Linked DNA regions of Mus musculus: region 1 is linked to region 2. The links are chromatin contacts, called in public Hi-C maps. All regions are on one chromosome and are shown on one strand. The core of a region is the stretch at or near the end of the contact, and the rest is flanking DNA. Distances in the headings are between cores, read along the strand shown.

What was found. Hi-C and Micro-C count contacts between places; a contact is called where the count stands out from the background.
Region 1: a Hi-C map of uterus shows a contact between it and region 2, with 2.9 times the contacts expected there. The contact joins two enhancer-like sites. A contact is called at or near these places in 16 of 39 promoter capture datasets (the 3T3-L1 cell line, 3T3-L1-derived adipocytes, the C10 cell line and 11 more), 2 of 15 datasets of contacts at CTCF or cohesin (large pre-B cells and pro-B cells), 28 of 484 Hi-C or Micro-C datasets (the AML12 cell line, CD4 T cells, the G1E-ER4 cell line and 19 more), 25 of 115 datasets of contacts at active chromatin or transcription factors (CD8 T cells, the SCID.adh cell line, T-cell acute lymphoblastic leukemia and 18 more) and 3 of 9 other capture datasets (adipose tissue, liver and pancreatic islet).

The regions. Positions count from the first base shown.
Region 1 is chr12:82,395,576-82,402,071 of GRCm38.p6, forward strand. Sipa1l1 (signal-induced proliferation-associated 1 like 1) reads left to right here. Exons shown (of 21, transcript NM_172579.3): 8 at 618-1,191; 9 at 1,771-2,045. Among named protein-coding and RNA genes, the nearest start is that of Gm30916, 7.1 kb to the left of the region's middle. Within about 2 kb of position 1,891, at least 68 of the 459 cell types and tissues checked have an H3K27ac peak or open chromatin away from gene starts, as enhancers often do. A contact at or near this core is called in uterus, where this site is marked.
Region 2 is chr12:82,174,167-82,180,645 of GRCm38.p6, forward strand. It overlaps a transcript of Sipa1l1 not described here. Among named protein-coding and RNA genes, the nearest start is that of Gm30799, 110 kb to the left of the region's middle. Within about 2 kb of position 4,030, at least 16 of the 459 cell types and tissues checked have an H3K27ac peak or open chromatin away from gene starts, as enhancers often do. A contact at or near this core is called in uterus, where this site is marked.

The DNA.
Region 1 (6,496 bases), core at 641-3,140, 220 kb after region 2:
GCTTTCACTCTAGTCTCACGATGCCTCACACATGGCCCATCAGATAGTATTTGCTTTATTAGAAAGGACTTGTTTCTCAAAGGCCATGTATCTCCTGACATTTCCCTGATGGACTGTGTATGTCGCCTGCAGCCATTCTATCTCAAGTGGAGGACACATCTGTGTTCTGACAGAATCTCTGTTCTGAAAGGTTGTGTGATTATAGCAACCTGCGCACTGGATATAGTCTGTAGGTATTTAAAATAGCTTTTATTCTGGTGTGTGGAACATTACAGTAAGCCAGCATGACTAACCACCATGATCTTACAGTTAGTCTCCTACCTGCTAAAGAAGTGAAGTTGAAACTTTAAGGTAAAAAGAGTCTGCCTGGAAAAAACTGAAGTAAACTAACAAGTTGACTAATTAAGCAGAAGTTTGTGTTCTTTCTTGACCAGAATGAGGATTGTCTTAACTAACATGCGCATCCCCTTTCCTTAGGACGGGGAACCCAGAGTCTTGCATGTCTGCACTGGACCAGCCCCGGCCACATGTCCCCATGTCCCCACGTCCCCATGGTGTAATAGAAGACAGACATACTGACACACCTCTCATCCTTTGTCCTTTGCTTTGTCTCTCAGTGTGGCAGTCACCAGGTCCAGAGATGTACCTTCTTTTGGACCTCCCATCCCTAAAGGGGTCACCTTCCCCAAGTCAAATGTGTTCAGGGACTTCCTTTTGGCCAAAGTGATAAATGCAGAAAATGCTGCTCATAAATCAGAGAAGTTCCGGGCCATGGCGACAAGGACCCGCCAGGAATACCTGAAAGATCTGGCAGAAAAGAATGTCACCAACACACCTATTGACCCTTCTGGCAAGTTTCCATTTATTTCTCTGGCCTCCAAGAAGAAGGAAAAGTCTAAGCCTTATCCAGGAGCTGAGCTCAGTAGCATGGGGGCCATTGTGTGGGCTGTCCGGGCCAAAGACTACAACAAGGCCATGGAGTTCGACTGCCTCCTTGGGATCTCCAGCGAGTTCATCGTCCTCATTGAGCAGGAGACAAAGAGTGTGGCTTTCAATTGCTCCTGCAGAGATGTCATAGGGTGGACTTCCAGCGACACCAGCCTCAAAATCTTCTATGAGCGGGGAGAATGTGTGTCGGTGGAGAGCTTCATTAGCGGTGAAGATATCAAAGAAATTGTCAGAAGGCTGCAGGTGAGACTGCTGTAACCATGCTCACTCCTGGGGTTTCGCAGACTAAAGCCAGGGCACAGAGGCCTGGGGCAAGATTGGCTACTCTGGCAATTCCTTTGCTGATGAGTGAAGCAACACAGTTTATCTGACGTTCCTGCTTTCCATTGTTTGTTGAGGAAAAGTAGCAGCCCTGGGCGGGTGGGATGACATGTTGTCTGGGGTCTTGTGCTGGGAAGTCACCTGCACATAACCCAGTCTCACTGCCCTGGTGGCGGGTGTTCCTGTAGTTGCTGAGAAAGCTGTTTAATAAAGCTGTCAATAACCCACCATGGATTATTTTTTAAGGACCGCTGAAAGTAGAATACAGGTTCTTTTTGCTGCCAGCCTATCCCAGATTTTTCTATGTCAGGAAAGCCACTGGTCCCTGTGGAGGCAGCCAGTGTGTTGTGTTTTCCTACCAAATTAGAGACTAGGGAAGAGGACTAACCAGCCTGCCCTCCAACCAGCTACCGGATGTTCGGAATAACTAAAGGCAGCATTTTCTTTAATGCCAAGTCCACTGTTAATGATTAACTGAGTACCTCTCATTTCCTTGTCTAGTTTGTTTCAAAAGGTTGTGAATCTGTGGAAATGACTCTGCGAAGAAATGGGCTGGGGCAGCTTGGCTTCCATGTCAACTATGAGGGCATTGTGGCGGATGTAGAACCCTACGGCTACGCATGGCAAGCAGGGCTGAGGCAGGGCAGCCGCCTGGTGGAGATCTGCAAGGTAGCAGTGGCCACCCTGAGCCATGAACAGATGATCGATCTCTTGAGAACATCAGTCACAGTGAAGGTTGTCATTATCCCTCCCCATGACGACTGCACCCCACGGAGGTAGGTCTGAGTTTACGGCTGCTGGGCCACATGGGACATCTCTTAGTAAGCAGAGTAGCCAGAGAGAAATTGTCCTCTTGTGAGGCTTATGGTTCCTGCGTGGAAAGTCTCCCGCAGAATGCAGTCCAGACAAGAGCTGCAACACCCATCTTCAGCATCTCGCACCGGAGGCCTGTAAGCAGAGCACATCCATCGAGGCTGTCTGAGTGTCTGTTCCTGTGGCATCGCGCTCATGCTGTCCTCACTCCCATGTACCTCACGAATGTTCAAAGCTCAATGGTTGCTTTAATCCCTGCTGTCTGGCTCTGCTGAGCCCGACTTCCAGGCTTTTTTTCTGGCAGCATCTGTGGGGCCAGGAACGGGCTTCAGATGACTCAGTGCTGTGCTTCATGCCTGACTGCCTTCTCTAGAGGGAAGGCTGGAGCCTCCTGCCTGTTCAGCTCCTGGCAAGCCAGCAGCACTGACCAAAACTTCACGTCTTTGTTGCTTGATTGAGCCAATCTAATCAACTGTTTTTCTCCTTTAGACTTAGCAAATATTTTTGTTGGTTTTAAACAAACAAAAAAAAAAAAAAAAAAAACTTGTAGCCAGTTGTTGCTGTCATGTACCTTAAATCCCAGTACTAGGGAGCCAGAGGCAGGTGGATATCTGAGTTTGATGCCAGCCTGGTCTAATTAGTGAATTCCAGGGCAGCCAGGGCTACACAGAGAAACCCTGATTGGAAAAAATCAAATTAAAAAAGAAGAAGAGAGAAAAAAAGTTGTATATTTTTAGCCACTACTTTCTAAGAATTTGTCTTAAATTTTGTAGTTAAAGCCAAAACATAACTGGGTGATGGTGGCACACGCCTTTAATTCCAGCTCTCAGGAGTCAGAAGCAGGTGGATCTCTGTGAGTTTCAGGACAGCCTGGTCTACAAAGCAAGTTCCAGGATAGCCAGAGCTGTAAGCAGAGAAACCCTGTCTTCTTGCTAAAAAATAAAAATGCAAAATACACACAACATCTAATTAATTAACTAATAATTAATCATAAATAAATACTGATAATTAATCTAACCAAACCATAGTTCTTTTTCTCCCTAAAATGACTAGTCCTAGGTCTGAGCACTCATGGATTTATGATTAGCAGATGGTAGACTATAAATCATTATTGTGGGTTATTTGTGCCCCTTAAAGACTTAAGTGAACTTCAGTTAAAAAAATCAGTCTTTATTCAGAATAGCATTTATTTATGCCATTTATCAGGTAGGCAGCCTGGGGGTTGTGTGCCTGTGTCGGAATATTCTGGGGCCATTCAGTCTGAGCAGGTTAAGGAACACTCTTTTATATAGCTGAGTTAAAAAAAAAAAAAAGATGACTCCACAGATCTTTTTGGTTTAGTCAATCTGAGATGGGTGAGTGTCCTCAGATCATCCTGTCTGTGTCTCCGTCCAGGACAGCAGGATCTGCTGACCCTGCCAGCTTTTCTAGAGTCTCCAAGTCCATTGTCACTTACATTAAGTGTTCTGCTGACCTGGGATTCACATGGTGGTTCAGAGGGCAACTGGGCTCTTACCTAGAACAATCTCTGAGTGCCCGGCTCTCCTCTGCTGTCACCTGACTGCCCTCCTTTGAGTTCCCTAAACAGGAGACAGTTTCTGTAGTCAGGAGAAAGTGTCTCAGCTCTCAGAGTCACAGACACAGTGGCTCTGCTCTTTTCTCTATGTTCCAGGTGTGTATGGGGAACTGGAATGAAGCAGTTGTGAGGCCGGACAGAATGGAGCTCCCATTGCCATCAAACTGAGTCATTGTTATTAGGAATCGAGGCCAGCGGTGAGGGGTGGCTTACTGGCCATGCTCATCTAGGCTGGGTTTATCTTCCTTGGAGTGTTACGGAATACCATTGGCTGAAGTTTTACTTCAATGTTATAGGTCCTAGAGAAAAACACAGTTCCGTGAATTAACACATTTAATTCTTTTAGCCATCCTATGAGGAGATACATACGACCATTGTTCATGTTGTAAGAAGCCAGGGAGGGCCCGTGTGATAGCTCAGGGAGTCAGGTCACTCCCACTGAGCTTGATGGCCTGAGGTTGGTCCCTGGGTCCCATGTGTCAGGAGGACACCCCACAGGTGTCCTCTCACAGTGTCCTGCTGCACAGTAAGTGCATAAATAAACACATGAATAAATAAATAAATAAATAAATATGATAAATCTTACAAAAGAGGAAGAAACTTAAGTAAGTTTTCAGGCTCCTCTGGCATCAGAATCCAGGTGTAAGTGCTGTTCTGTAGGTAGGCACAGACCCTTACCCTGCACATCAGTGTAAATCTGTGCCATTCCTGGTTCATGGTGTTATTTCTCCCACTCGCCTCTTTGAAGTGACCACCATGAAATCTGGAAAAGGCTGCACTGGGCCAGATGGGACAACCCATTCTGACATCAGAGCAGGCAACTCCTCTACCATATGAAGGAGCCACATCTGTCTTCCACTGGGAACCAACAGCCACCCTCTCCAGGCATGCACTGCTGCCTGCACATGTCAGGTGCTAGGCTGAGAAGCTGGGTGCTGCGCCCTAGCCCTCCCCGCTGGGAAGCTGGGTGCTGCGCCCTTGCCCTCCCTGCTGGCTGCTCTGTGCAGGTGGGAAATTGTGCACTGTGCAGATAGATGCCTTTGGAGGCCTGAAAAGCTGTTTGCTCCTGCAGAAGTGGCTTCAAAGGGAACAGTTGAAGCATTAGCACCTTGCTACAGTTTTCAACAAAATAGGATGGCTTCTGCTTCTGTCTCTTCCCTCCGCACTTCACACTCCCACTGCTATTTTCCTAGCAACTAATTACTCTGTTCTCTGAGTAATTACTCTCCTCTTTGTCAGCCTTCCTAGAGCTTTGGGTAGGGTGGGCCAGGCCTCCTCAAAGCTCACTACCCAGTGCTGTTCGGTTCTGGCAGTTGCCTAGACCTTGAGATCATCCTAGGCAGCCACACAGCGACTGTATGTCAGGCCTAGAGTGTGTGTGCACATGCAGTTTGTAAAGGCAGCTTTTAAAAATGGAAGTTAGCTTGACAGCAACCCCTCCCCCCAAAATATTTAAATATTATAAAATCAAGGACCTTTTCCCTATTCTTAGGAAACAGGCCAACCTTCCACAAACTGTAGTTTGTTTAAGAGAAGGGACATAAAGCAAAGCCAAATTCCTGAGTCCCTGCCGTGTGCATGATGGGTCTTGTTTCATTTTTCCCAGTGCCCACCCTTCCTATGGCTGCTCCATTTTTTAATAAATGAGTGAGACAAACAGAAGGCACTGCTCAGAGAAGACAGCACAGTGAAACGGTGCTGAGGGCCTGCCAGAAGCCTCCCAAGCGCCCTCATCCATCCCAGCCCCAATGGGTGGGAAGGCCCCTCCCTGATCTCCAGTGTCTGTGAGCGCTGGGACTCGGGGCTGGTGGGTTGGCTGAGGCCTCCGGGTGTGCAGCCTTGTTCTGCGGGGTGCTGCTCTGCAATCAGGGGCCATTCAGAAGCTAAAAACAGTTACATAAAAAGACCAAATTATCTTTAGGACTGTTATTTTTCTTGCTGGGGATTTGAGAGTCACATTATCTCTTAAATAAGAATGGGTTGCAAAGTGTTTTCTTGCTTTGAAAGTGAGAGCATGTTGCCTTTGAGCTGGAATTCCTGCGTCCAAATCTCATTCTCCAGATGAGCTCCATCAAAAGGAGTTACAGACTTCCTTAGAGCCCAGTTCACAGCCAGGGACCCTGATGTTCTGAAACATTAGTCTTTTACCGTTAGGCTTCAGTTTGCCCTTTGGTCACATTAAATACTGAGATGCCTGCTGACCACAGGCCCAGATGGGTTTCCAACAGGTGTTGGCAGTTCCTTTGGTCATAGGCTGCACTTGTAGATGGGACTCATTGTGGGTGAAGGATGTGCAGAGAGTTAGAGATATTCTCTAGTAAGAAACTACAGTAAGCCACGCCTGCAGCTGCTGTTCTGTAGGTTAAAGCCTGCTCTGTCTCCCCGTTGTGGACTCGCCGTGGTATGGCTAAATTAGCACACATCCTCTTCCTGCAGTCTGTCCTATAGTTACCCTCACTTCCACATTTTACTACCAGGAGGCCATGGAGAGCTTTTCATGACTACTTACATATGGCATTAACACTGCCATTAGTTCTGTCCTTCAGGGGAGTGTCCACTCTTGCTTCACCTCTCCTTTTAGGTTTTACAGAAATAGGTAGGATACAAAGCCAGTCAGGTGGTCCCCTGCCATGAAAGCAGTAGGAAATGCCTGCAGTCTGGTTCTCTGTGAACTGTATGCGATTCATAGAAGTATAAGATATCGCAGTCACTTCTCAGTGCTAACTATATGTTAAAATACCATTTCAGATATTTTGGGTAAAACAAAGCATCTCAAATCAATTGCACCAATTTTATTTTACTTTTTAAAATTAAAATTGCAACTTTGGCTCATCTGTG
Region 2 (6,479 bases), core at 2,780-5,279:
GTTCTGATCTCAGAAGATAGCTATTGAGAAATTAAAAAGCAGAGGGCTTTGTGCCAATAGCTCATGTTCCTGCAGCCTGGGAGTCTACTATCATTGGGTTCTTTATTTCTTCTTAGGCCTTCACCTCCTACCTCCTCATTCAGGACAGGAGGCCCAGGGTCTCACTCTTGCTAGGCAGTGCTCTACCACTGCCTTATACCCTCAGCTCTGACTAGTATCTTTTACCTAAGCCTTCTATATTACCTTCCTGTGATAATGTTATCATATAATAAATGTAGATTTCAGCTTGGCATGCTGTAAGCCCCTTGCATTTCTTTTCATGCACTCAGAAGCAGTTTGCACTGAGCTGTCTTCAGGGAAGAGTCCCTTTCTTAAGAGTGCCGGGAAAAGGATGCTCAAGATGTTTGCTGTCCTACTGCTGTCACCTGTGTGTCCCTAGGACTAAGTGGGAAGTCAGTGTTTTCTTAGCCTCACAAAGCAGAGTTGAGGGCTCAGTGGTGTAGAGGACTTGCGTAGCATTTGTGAGGCCCTGGGGTCAGTCCCCAGCATTCCTATCCTCTCTCCCCCTGAAAAACAGCCTACTGTGACTGACTCCCAAACTGTATCCTGCTGTACTCCTTGTCACCCAAAGACTGAGGGAAACACCAGTCTGCTCTTGAAATGCAGCTCTGTTTGGGGCTGGTCATTTTCCCCTTCCCACGCTCCCCTGGAGACTTCAGAAGAGCTCACTAGTTAGCATACTGGGCTCTAACTTCTAAGTAGCCTGTGGTTGATGTGTGTGCATTTGTGTGTGGTGATGGGGGTGGGGGTGTGACCCCTAGCTCAGTTGTGTGGGAGAACTATACCTAGGCTTGAATGGAGTTCCTAACCCTGACTCCAGATAGAGAAATTCCTACACTACTTCACAGTTTATTGTCATTTTTAAAATTAGGCCCTCAGTGCTGATGTGCGTCGGTAAAGGAAGGATGCCAACTGTATAAGGAAATGATGTTTCAGTGGGTGAGAGTCCTGGAGTACTAGCAGGGTCACAGAAAGGCTTGTTACAGTCTAATGCTTGCTCTGTTGGGATTGCTCTGGATCTGGCTTCAACGTACCGTATAGCCTGAAGCCCCTTGGGTAGGGTGTGTGCTGGGGAGAGAGGCCGTGAGGAGGCCTGGTTACTGCAGCCAGGCACCAGGGAAGCCTGGTGGGTGTCTTGGTAGGTGGTTATATCTTGCTTCTTTCCAGAGTGACTTTGTATGATCTTTGGATCTGTGTTAGTAGCTCTCTGTGGTCATTGAGATTTCACTTTGGATACGTGAAAGGGACAGAGCCCCCAGATCTTCAACACAGTTCTGTTTATTGAAGAAAGGTAGTTTAGAAGGAATCTAGAACTGGTTGCCTACAGGTAAAGGTCAGGCAATTTTGCAGTGTGGCTGGGACATGTCAATTCAGTTTGGTAATTGTATGATCCACTAAAAACATTGTACGAGAAACACAAGTGTATATAGTTTGGTGGTTTTAAGCCTACTTACCGTTTTGTGAAATAGAGCTCTAAGATTGAAAAACAAACAAAAAACCCAAAAACTTTTGTATCTGAAACTGTACATCATACAACTTTTACTTTCTTCTCCCTCCTATCCCAGCCCCTGGTGACTGCCAACTTTCTGTCTCTTTGATTTGGTTATCCCCAGACATCACACATAAGAGGAGTTAGGCAGTGTTTGCCCTTAAGTGACTGGCTTATCTCACTAGGCATGTCCTCAAGGAAGCCGGCGTGTAGTACATGGCCGTAGGATGGCTGTGTGGGTGGGATGTGTTTACCCCTTGCTGACTCTTAGTGGTTTTTGAGACAAGGCTTCTCTGTGTCACAGAACCTTGACTGACCTGGACTCACTCTGTAGACCAGGCTGGCCTCAAACTCTTAGAGATCTGTCTGCCTCTGCCTGAGTCTGGTTGGAAGCAGTGACACACAGCTGTCCTCAGAGCTTGCATGCAGTTCTTCTGCATGCTGACTTAGCAGTGACAGTGTTGGGCCATGTGTGGTGCTCGCTTTAGTTTTTTGAGGAGCTTTTCATACCATAACGTTTTCCATGGTAGTTGCACTTCAACTCTATAGTCTCAGCAGTAGGTCACCAAACTTGCAGTTTGTCCACATTCTCACCAATGCTTGCCACCACCCCCTTCTGTATTGTGGCTATGCAGGTACTTGAGGTGGAATCTCATTGTGTTGATGGCTCCTGGTGGGTAGTGCTGTTGCATGCCCTCTGATGGTTCTTGGTCATCATCTGTTCCAAGTACTCTGCCCATTTTTCTTTACTTTCTATTTTTCTTTTTTTTTAATTTTAAGAGTTAATTTGTATATTCTAGCTATCAGACCTTTATCAGATACGTAATTTACAAGTACTTCCTCTGTAGGTTCTTTTTTTCTCTTGGTTGTGTTCGAGGCAAGGAAGTTTTGAAAACATTTTATTCTTTGTATTTTATATGTATGAGTGTTTTGCTTTCAGTATTTGTGGACTGCATGCATGCCAAGTGCCCATAGAGGCTAAAGAGGGTGGTGGAGTCCCTGACGTTGGAGTTCTAGATGGTCGTGAGCCGCCATGTGAGTGCTGAGAACCGAACCTGGATCCTCTGGAGCCTCTGATCTGCTGAGCCATTACTCCAACTCCATGTTCAAACAGTTTAAGAGTTTTAGACTTTATCTAGACTCTTGACCCACTTTTGAGCTAATTTTTAATAACCTATAAGATAAGCTATATTCTTTTGCCTGTGGACCTCACACAGTTCCTAGCACCGACTGTTGAGAAGGCAACACTTTCCTTCCCCAGTGACTGGTGCTCAAGCTCCTTTGACTGTGTACTGGGTTCGTTTCCACAGAGGTGATTCCGTTCTGTTGGTGTTGGTTCCTTAGGGGGTACTTTTCATTTCACAGGGCTAGACATTGAGTGATAGGCACATGAAAAGCTAAAATAACGTTTCTGGGTTTTTTCTTTCTTTTGTTTGTTTTTTGAGGAGACCAGACACATTTGAAGAAGGCAGTAAAGTGATTTAAATGGCAAAATGTGTGTGAGGCCGTCTATCATTTGCAGGTAGTATGGTAAGGGTCATGTGTCCAGCATTTCCTGATTTGCAAAGAATGTGTACAGAGTCAGCATCTAGAGGAAGTTTCAGAAAGAACCTTGATGTAGTCCTGAAGATTGCATTAATTCAGTGGGTATGCTGTGTGTGTTCAGGCACGATACTGAGTAGAGGCCAGAGGTCAGCGTTGGTAAAGGGCAGACGTTAGCATTGGGTGTTGTGCTTTGGGTATCAGTTCTTTTTGTTTCTATTTTATTTCTTTGTTTGTTGTTTATTTATATTTTTGAGACAGGTCTCTCATTAGCCTGGAACTCCTGGACGAGGTGAGGCTGGCTGGCTGGCAAGGCCTAGGCTTCTCCCTGTCTCTACCTCCCATCACACTAGGGTCTCATGTGGGTCCTGCTGCTTTATATGCGTCTTTAATGAAGTCTCTAGAAACAATTTGAAATTTTTTTTTGAAGATTTATTTTGTATGTATGGCTGTATGCATTTATGTGTACCAAATGCTTGCCTGGTGCCCACTGAGGCTAGAAGAGGCATTGGATCCCCTGAGACTGGACTTACAGTCCACCTGTGAGCTGCTGTGTGAATGTCAGGAACCCAGGTCCTCTAGAAGAACAGTTAGTTAGTGCTCCTACCACTGAGCCATCTCTCCAAGCCTGGGTTTATTCACTAGTGAAAGCTACCTGTTTTACTTCTGATACAAAACAGTTATAGCTGTTTATTATGAAAATAGTCCTTATTAAATGTTCTTTATGCAGAGGAGAAAAGAAACAGTTTTTGTTTCTTGGTTTCCAAGGAGATACATTTTGGCAAAATTTATTTCATCAAGTGCTTTTCTAATTAAGAAAACTAAGGAAACTGCCTGTAATATATCTTGGCTGCAGTTTTCCTAAGACCCAGGGAATTATCCAGTCTTGGTTTCTCCCACTCCCACATCCAGTTTATTTCAAGGGAACTGAGCAACCTCCCTGGTCCTGGATAACCCTGGGTCTCGCTGTCAGCTGTTGGAAGAGCCATAACCTTCTAGACCTTAGTTATTAGCCTTTCATTTGTTCATGTAACAAGTCTGCTGCTCATTGTTGAATATCTATACACCAAGCATCCTTTCCTTTGAAAAAGAGGTGGGGTTGAGCTGAGTGAAGTTTCCTTTAGAGCCTATTGTTAATATTGCTGGAGTTAATTGTTGTATCCAGTGAGATTTAAGGCTTTGAGTAGTTGATGCTGGAAACATTTTTGAAAGCTCTGGAGAAAGAGATTTAGAGTTTTTGTTGCTGCTGCTGGTGGTTTGTTTTTGTTTTTGTTTTTTCTTTTCTCTTAAGACACTTTAGCAAGAAAACTCTGCAATGGTTAATGCTTAAACATTAGTTTTATGCTGATCCAAAAACAATTCCTACTTAGACTTGGCTCTGGAAGGTTTTTCTCTTTCCAGGTCCTTTTGGTGCCTGGTGTTTTCGAGTCCAGTCTTTCTCCTGTTAGTAGTATCATCCAAGAGACCCATTCTTACACCATATGGGTGGTGGGCTCTAACGTGAGAACCTGACTCCTAGGTGCTCTGGTCTGAGTCTTGGAGAGCCCAGCTTGCTTGTGCATGGAGCTCTTGAAAGGTGCTTACCAAATGCAGCCACACTGGAGGTCTGAGTGCCGGGCTTTGCCAATCAGCCTGGCATTTGCCTGTGCTGCCAGCTGGTCCACGTTCAGAGTTTTTGTGTCTTTGTAAAGTTAGCATTTCCAGTTTAACTTGCTGAAACTCTAATGTAGTATTGATTATACATTAAAAGATTCAGTTATGCTAAGCAAAATATAAGGTTTTTTCCCCAAAGGGAGGGCTGTCCATTGGCTGCTGTAAATTTGGCCTCATAGTTGCCAAAGAACACTGGAAGATGTTCATTGGCTCTGCTACATGCTACACGTGATTCTGGCCGTTGTTCTTTCATTTACCTGTGAACCATACTCACCGAGTGCCCTGTAGATGGAAGACACTCTTTCTTTCAGAGAGGTGGGTGCATCAATAGGTAGTGCTGGGTGAGGTGAGACACCCTGGGAGGGTTTCTTTTCTTTCTTTCTTTCTTTTTTTTTTTTTTTTTTTTTTTTTTTTTTTTGGTTTTTCGAGACAGGGTTTCTCTATATAGCCCTGGCTGTCCTGGAACTCACTTTGTAGACCAGGCTGGCCTCGAACTCAGAAATCTGCCTGCCTCTGCCTCCCGAGTGCTGGGATTAAAGGCGTGCGCCACCACACCTGGCTCGTGGGAGGGTTTCTATATAAAGTTGTGTTATTGAAAAAAAAATGGGTGTTTTCTCTACATACGTCTGTGCATAAAGTGTATGTAGTACCTATGGAGGACAGAAAAGACTGTCAGATTCCCTGGGACTGGAGTTACATAGAGTTGTGAGCTGCCATTTAGGTGCTGGGAATTGAACCTGGGTCCTCGGGAAGAGTAGCCAGTGCTCTTAACCACTGAGCCACTGAACCATCTCTCCAGCCCCTAAAGTTGTGTTTTAAAAACCAGACTGGTTCACAGAACCCGAGCAGTGCTTGAAGAGGAACCTGGTAGCCTAAATCGGGCTGAGGAGAAGAGCCTGGGCTCTGGGTGTGTCCTTGGGGCTGACCTGGTTTACTGCACTGTGACTGTGCAGTCAGGGATGACACTGTTTTTGCCAGAGCAGCTGGTGTAATAGAGGTGCCATGGACCAAAGGAAGTGACTGGAGGAGCAGGTTTGGGTGGGGAGTTCAAGTTGGGAGTTGATTTGTACGTGTTGGGTATGCCATGCTTGTTGACATCAAGTAGGCAGTGGGCTGGTCTCTCAATGCTCATGAGCTTGGGTTTTCTATCTGTGAAATGCGGAAGTACCATCTCAGAATTTTGGAGATAAATGAAGGCAGGAAAGGCTGTCTTGTTTCCACCGTCTTACTACTGACTTTGGGATGTCTGGAACCACTTAGCTCATGGGCTAGCATGCACTGTGGCTGGTGAGAGGTTTCTCCTGGATCCATCCTTGAGTCCTAGACAGCTTCCTGGGGAACTTTTACTCTGGCTTCCCAGGCTGTCAGAGCTTCCTCGTGCATAAAATCAGGGAGGCTCTTTAGGGAGTTTGGTGCAGATCTGTCTCTTAAACATGGCTCTGACCAGAGTAACTTCATTTAAATGAAAAGATACTATATTGGGAAAATGTATTATTTTCTAGATAGTTCATTATTTTAGGCCTTCATAAGCTAGGTAGTAAGTTAATAGTTGTAGGCATAATGTTTGTTTTTGTACACTGTAAAGTCTACCCTTGTGTTATTCAAATGCTGAATTCTTTGCACTCATATCTCATTTCAATCTGGACACGACATTGTTAGGCTTATACTAAGGATCTACTGTCTCAGGTTTGGGTAAACAATTCTTACCATTTACTTTCTGTCTTGTGATAAATGC